Regions from separate parts of the Bos taurus genome. Here region 1 is linked to region 2. A link is a contact called in public Hi-C data. All regions are on one chromosome and are shown on one strand. The core of a region is the stretch at or near the end of the contact, and the rest is flanking DNA. Distances in the headings are between cores, read along the strand shown.

Region 1 (3,264 bases), core at 25-2,524, 45 kb after region 2:
AGAAAATCATGTTTCTAGGTTTTTATTTTATTTTTAGCCTGAACAGTGAGCCCCCTGAGGGCAAAGGCTCTGTGGGGCTGGTCTCTGGGTCGCCGAGGCTGGCGGGGTGCTGGCATTCGGGTCATTCTGCACATCACTGCTCAGGACTGCAGGGCAGTCTAGCCTTGTGTGAGCTCTGTTCCCTGGACTGCACTGGTTCTAAACTGAGCTTTTGGCCCTTGCTTATGCCTTGTGGCTTATGACTTAATATATTGAAACAGATCATTGTGCTTCTTTTTTTCATTTGAGAAGAAGGAAAAACTGAAAATCTAGAGGTTTCAATGATCTGGAGGTTGAGATAAAAATTATGAAGATCATAGAAGGTATTACTTCTTATGACTATTACATAAAGTCGGACTTGTATGATTGTAGGGTATCCTTTTTGGTAGGTTCCAGCATCTTTTTGGTGATGGTTTTTTCAGCAGTTAGTTTTGATTTGGATGTTTTCGTCAGAGGAGGTGAGCTTGCGCTAAAGGTCCCAAACTTATTTTCCACGGATCGGTCTTTGTCTCACAGACAACCTTTGGGTTCTTCTCGAAGGCAGGGGGATCAGTTCAAATTCACCCTCGAGTCCTCTCAGCCTAACACCATGCCAGGTGGAGAGTAGTCACTTAATAAAGCTTGTCAAATGAAGGCATGGGGTGAATCTGCACATTGGGTTTTTTTTGATGCTTGGTGATTAGAAAATTTTCATGGCTTGCTGGTTTGTGAGACATGATTTCCACTGTAAATTCTTTGTGTGGGGGAATGTTTTTTATGCAGAGTGCTTGCCTGGACTGAAAAATGCTTTATGGTAGCAGTTGTAAAAAATTGAGTCCTTTTGCTCTGATGGAAGCTGGGTGACCCTGTGCAAGTTGCTGGAACCCTCTGGGACTCGTGACCCTCATCTGTAAAATGGGTGGGAGGGGGCAGTGGGCCACGCGGCTTCCAAGAGCTTCCTGCTGCCCTGCTCATGTCATCCTCCCATCCTCCTCTTTGGCACGTGGACACAGACCGTGTCCCCAAGGGTTCGTGCACAGAGCTGGAATTCTCCCTGGCCTCTTTGACTGCTTTCCAGCGGATGGAATGCCTCCTTTCTCAGTAGCGGAGGGAAATGTTATGTGGGGTTAGGAAAGCAAGCCAAGAGCCCTCGAATAATTAAAACACACGCACACAAAGAGGAGCGGGAGGGGGAGAAACACGCCTCATGGACAGGGGATGAGTAAAACCCAATGGACTGAGAAAGCCCCAGTGCTGAACTTCACATGACCCTGCTTGCTGCCTGCTGTTGGGACACCCGCGTGCCCCCTGCGCACGGCTGGCCTTTGATGTCAGTGGCCCCACAGGAAGCAGCGCTGCCATCAGCCTGGCAGAGCATGTGAAGCCTGCCCCCCTACCCCAACCCCCACAGCCCAGTTGCCACCACCCGTGTCTCTAGAAAACAAGCAGCTGCGGCTCCCAGGTTGGTCGGACTGAGATACCCACCCTGTGCTCGCAAAACCAAAACCTCAACCCACTAGTGATGTCCATGTAAGAAAGAGAAGACCAGGAAGGATTTCTGCTTTTTAGTCCTTCTCTGCTGAGACCAGATTTCCTGTAGGAATGATGTTACCCTATGCTTCCTGAACTCTCCCAGTTTACCCATTTATGACTGAACTTGATCATTGCTTGGGTGTATATCTATAAGACCTTGGGGGAATAAGAATAAATAAAGGATTGTCTCTGCCCTTGGACTTAGATTCAGTTAGGGGAGGAGACTTGTAAACATGTAGAGGTCTGTGGGGCCCTAATCAGGTTATATGCAATGTGTATGCAATGGGACATCAAGAGAGTTACCTCCTCTGCTGGAGGAGGGAGGGTCAGCAATGCCCGGCTAGGTGTCCCAGGACCCCAGACCACTGCAGGCTGTGTCGGAGGGTTTGGCTTAAGTGGACAGTGGGTTTGGCCAAACACAATTGCATGTATATATAAACAGTGGTGGAAAACTAAGAGTCTCTTGGGCTGATGGCTTCCTGGGTGACAGTGTTTCCCTTCTGGTATGGTCGTGAAGCTTCAGGGATCTTTCCCTGCTCTTGCAGGAGGGAAAAGGACCACATTTGTTGTTACACATACAGCCCCCCTGCTGACGTGCATTGAGAGTCTGCGGACTAGACCTGTGAGCTCTGTCTGCCCTTGAGCAGCTGCCTTCTAGAGGGGAGGTACACTACAGTTGTGTAGCCTCATTCAATAATTACATAATAGTTAACTCTATAGGAGCCACCTTTTTGTGAAGTACACTTTGTATTTTGGAATAATTGTAGACTTACAGAAAAATTGCAGAGATAACATGGGAGTCCCCATGTACCTGGCACCCAGATTTTCCTGATGCTGACAGCTTACGTTGTCACAGTACTTCTGTCAAAATTAAGAAACCAGCATCAGTGAGTTACTGTTAATACAACTCCTGACTTTATTTAACCAACCTTAAAAAAGAACTTTTAAAAAATTTTATTAGCATATAATTCATATATCATGAAATTTACTCTTTTAAGATATACAATTCATTGGTTTTAGTGGATTAACACTTCTGTAACCATTGTGTGTATGTGTGTGCGCTCAATCACGTCCGACTCTGCGACCCCATGGACTATAGCCCACCAGGCTCCTCTGTCCATGGGATTTGTACAGGCAAGGATATTGGAGCGGGTTGCCAGTTCCTACTCCAGGGGATCTTCCTGATCAGGGATTGAACCCATGTTTCTTGCATCTCTTGCATTGGCAGGCAGATTCTTTACCACTGCGCCACCTGGGATGCCCTCTATAACCATTACTGCTGTCCAATTTCAGAATATATTTATTAACCCTAAGAAAAACTTCATACCCATCTGCAGCTACTGCTCATCTACCCTCCACCCCCTTGCTCTGGAAACCTGATCTACTTTCTATCTCTATGGATTTGCCTGTTTGGGGCATTGCATACAATGGAGTCGTACAGTATTGGTCTTTCGTGACTGGCATATTTCACTGAGCATAGTGTTGGCAAGGCTCATGTCGTGGCATGTATCAGTCCTTCATTCCTTTTTATGGTCAAATAATATTAGATGATATGGCTGTATCCACATTTTGTTTGTCCATTTGTCAGTTGATAAACATTTGGGTTGTTTCTCCTTTTTGGCTATTACGAATATTACTGCTGTACAAGTTTTTGTATGGTTGTGTTTTGATTTCTCTTGGGTATATCTCTAGGTGTAGAATTCTGGGTCATTT
Region 2 (3,319 bases), core at 166-2,665:
TCTCACCAAGGGAGTTTCCTGCTGTTAAAAACAAACAAAGGCTAAGAGGTCTGGTAGGGGAGGGGCTGCAGGAGAAAGGCCCTGGGGGCCTGGGGTAACTGCTGACTACCGCAGAGTGAGCGGTCTGTGGGTAGACGCCCCTGAATTGTGTTGGCGGAGAGAAAAGCCCCAGAGCACCCCCGATATCCTGGTGTTCCTTTGCTTCCCACCGAAGCTAATGTGGAATATATAAGGTCCCCAAAGACTGCCCTTTTGCTCCACTTCTTGCGAGTTCACAGCTTTGAAAACAAAACTCTCTCCTATTTACTGGCTGTTGAATTTCGGATACTTTGTTTCCCATAGGATTCCAGCATCCTGTAATGAAACTTTTCCTCTACAGATAAGTTCTAAGGCTCCCCCATTCATTTCTTCCTGAGCTTAACGAATGACTCTGAGGCCCATTTTCTGCGGGGCACTTGATTCCCAAAGGCCCAAGGGACCCCTGACTCCAGCTATTATCCGGGGAGTCACTGGGGTCCCCAAATCGGCACTTCTGGGAGCCTCTCCCTAATCCCTAATCCCTGGGGCTCTAAACTGGAACGGTCACACTGGTGCGAGAATAAAAACAGCCCCCCGAGTCCCCGGCGCCGCCACGGCCCCTGACTGGGATCCGCGCGCCAGCGTCCTGGTGCGCGCCCCGACTTCCTGGGCCTCAACCTTCCGCGAGTCCTCCCTCGAGCCGGGGTCCTCCCAGGAGCGCACCGCCTGCCTGTGGCCAGCCCGCTCTCGTCCGTTCGTGCGAGTCTAACCCTCGGGCCCGCCACTCCAGCTGAGTTTCCTGAGTGTGGGTTCCGAGAGCGGACGCCACGACCCGAGCCCGGCCCTCCCGCCAGGGGCCCTTCTCGCCGCTCCGTTCCCACGACTTCCTCCCGGCGTCCGCTGGACTTCAGGTCGGGGCCGCGCGGGGTCCTGCGCGCTCCAGCCCTGGCGGCCGCTGTCCCAGGTCGCCCACGTGGGAGTGCTCCGCGTCGGGCGGGGGGAAGGCCAGGAGCCCTCCCGGAGGCGGAGTGGGGGGGCGCGGGCAAGGCGCCCGCAGGAGGAGGCGGCAGGGCGCGGGGGAGGAGGCGGGGAGCCCCAGCGGCAAGGGGGCGGTGACAGCGCTTGGAAAGGAGGCTGCACGCGGATTTGCATGAAACACAGACTGGGAGCGGGCGGGAGTAGGAGCGCGGCGCACGCCCCGGGCCGGCCCAGCTAGCGAGCGAGCTGGGAAGGAGGAGGGCAGCGGGGAGGCGAGGCTGCCGAGGCGGAGGGATCTGCGCATCAAAGCGAGCGAGGCGAGCAAAGTTTGGCTGGGGGTTGGACTTTCCTTCCTGGAGGCGGCACCCAAACAGCCACCCCGTGCGGAAACCCAAACTTTCTTCTGCCACTCCGGTCCCCGCGGCCGCCGCCTCCGCCCCGCGTCCCTGGCCTTCCCGATCCCGCTTCGCTACTGCCTGCCCGCCGCCCCGCCGTCCTTCTCCCCGCCGTGGGAGACGCCCGGGGCGCAGGGCCGCGCGCCGAGCCCCGCCGGCTGCAGCGCCGCGGCCGGGCCCGGAGAACCAGCAAGTTCGCCGAGAGTTGAAGCGAAGTTTGGGCGGCCGCGGCCGGCCCGGGCTGAGCTCCTCGCTGCGCCCCCGGCGTCCCGCCGCGCCCAGCCCCGCCGGGGGCGCTCCTCGCAGCTCGCGCGCCCTCCCCAACCATGTCGTCCATCCTGCCTTTCACTCCCCCGATCGTGAAGCGCCTGCTGGGCTGGAAAAAGGGCGAGCAGAACGGGCAGGAGGAGAAGTGGTGCGAGAAGGCAGTCAAGAGTTTGGTCAAGAAGCTCAAGAAGACGGGGCAGCTGGACGAGCTGGAGAAAGCCATCACCACGCAGAACGTCAACACCAAGTGCATCACCATCCCCAGGTGGGGGCTGGAGGGACCTTGGGGCGCGCCCGCCCAGCCCCATAGCGTGGCGGGGCCGGCCTGGTGGGATTGGAGCAGGAGGGATTGTGTGCGTGTGTGTGTATATACGAGGGGTGGGAACGCAGGCAGGAAGCGGGTGAGGGGGACCCCAAACAAAACCTTTTCTAGAATTGCAAAGATTCAGAGCCTGGGACTTCCACGCGGCACTCGCTCTCCCAGACCCCGCATTGGCTTTTCACCTCCGGGAAAGGGGGTGCTGCAGGATAGGCACCCCCCCACACACCCCGGGGAGCTGCGGGATAGAACTTGAGGCCCGCTTTGTTCGGCTCCGCGGGCCCGAGCCCCTCCTCCGCCGCCGCCTCCCGCCCCCGCGGCCCGCGCTCGGAGAGGTGGTGGTGTCTCTCCCTTTCTTTTCTTCATTCCTGTCCCCCCACTTCTTTCCTTCTCGACAGGAATGCAGTCCGTACAGCTGGGGCTGTGGGTGAGGAGCGGGAGCCTCGTGATTGACAGATTCCTTCTTCGTTCTCTCTTTGCCTTCGGGATTAGCATTTTTATCGAGTATTTTTAGATTCGGTTGTGCCAGTCTCCCGCCCCCTCCGCACACACGCACTTTAGTTGCAGTGCAGTGCTCTGACTTTCAAATGAGAGAGATAAGTGGCGGAGAGTGGGGTCTTCTCCCCCGCCTCCCCCGACTGTTTTTTGCCCTTCTTTCAGTCTGAGATTGCGGGTGGGTGCCGAAAGGAGGGGGGTTTGGAGCCGAGGAGATAACAAAACGCACCCCAAAGTGGGCCTCGCATCGGCCCTCGCATTCCTACGGAGCCCTCCTTCCCAAAGCGCTTTGCCATCTGTCTGGACCTCCTTTATCCTCCACTTCGCGCTAGCTAGGTCTGGCAGGAGCTCACAGATGGCTGATAGAAGGGGTCAGTGACTTCTCTCCACTCCCCACGGCCTTCTCTTAGCTTAGCTGCGCCTGGCTGGAAATTGGGATGTGTTGAGGGGGGAGGTATCCTAGCTTTCTGTGTCTCCCTCTTGGCCTCCTTTGAACGTCTTAATTGTGTACTGAGTTTGTGTGTGTGAGTAGGGGTCCCTGGCTGTGGAGGAATGAGCAGAGGGTCCCCGGGGCCAGAGCTCCACATAAATTGTCCCTCTTGATGCCGGGCCAGAAGTGGACCCCGTCCTTGGCCACCTGCTCGGGGCAGCTGTACGCCGGCCGCCAGCCGTGTCAGGCAGGCACAAAGCAACATCTGTCCACGGAAACCCAGAGCCGGCCTCCTCTGGAAATAAATGCCACATATGGTGGGAGTGCTGACTTGAAAAATAATAATTTTTTTTTTCAAAACTGGGTGGATCCAGTCAATAAAGCGGGAAGGAAGGTGGTGTGCTGTCTGGGAAGTGT

The links. Hi-C and Micro-C count contacts between places; a contact is called where the count stands out from the background.
Region 1: a Hi-C map of liver shows a contact between it and region 2, with 2.3 times the contacts expected there. The contact joins the enhancer-like site here to the promoter of SMAD3 in region 2. A contact is called at or near these places in 2 of 11 Hi-C or Micro-C datasets (liver and skin fibroblasts).

Annotation. Positions count from the first base shown.
Region 1 is chr10:13,939,102-13,942,365 of ARS-UCD2.0, forward strand. The region is part of intron 1 of SMAD3 (SMAD family member 3); the gene reads left to right. Among named protein-coding and RNA genes, the nearest start is that of SMAD3, 45 kb to the left of the region's middle. Within about 2 kb of position 1,275, at least 14 of the 102 cell types and tissues checked have an H3K27ac peak or open chromatin away from gene starts, as enhancers often do. A contact at or near this core is called in liver, where this site is marked.
Region 2 is chr10:13,894,368-13,897,686 of ARS-UCD2.0, forward strand. SMAD3 (SMAD family member 3) reads left to right here and starts at 1,416. Exons shown (of 9, transcript NM_001205805.1): 1 at 1,416-1,923. The coding sequence starts at 1,718.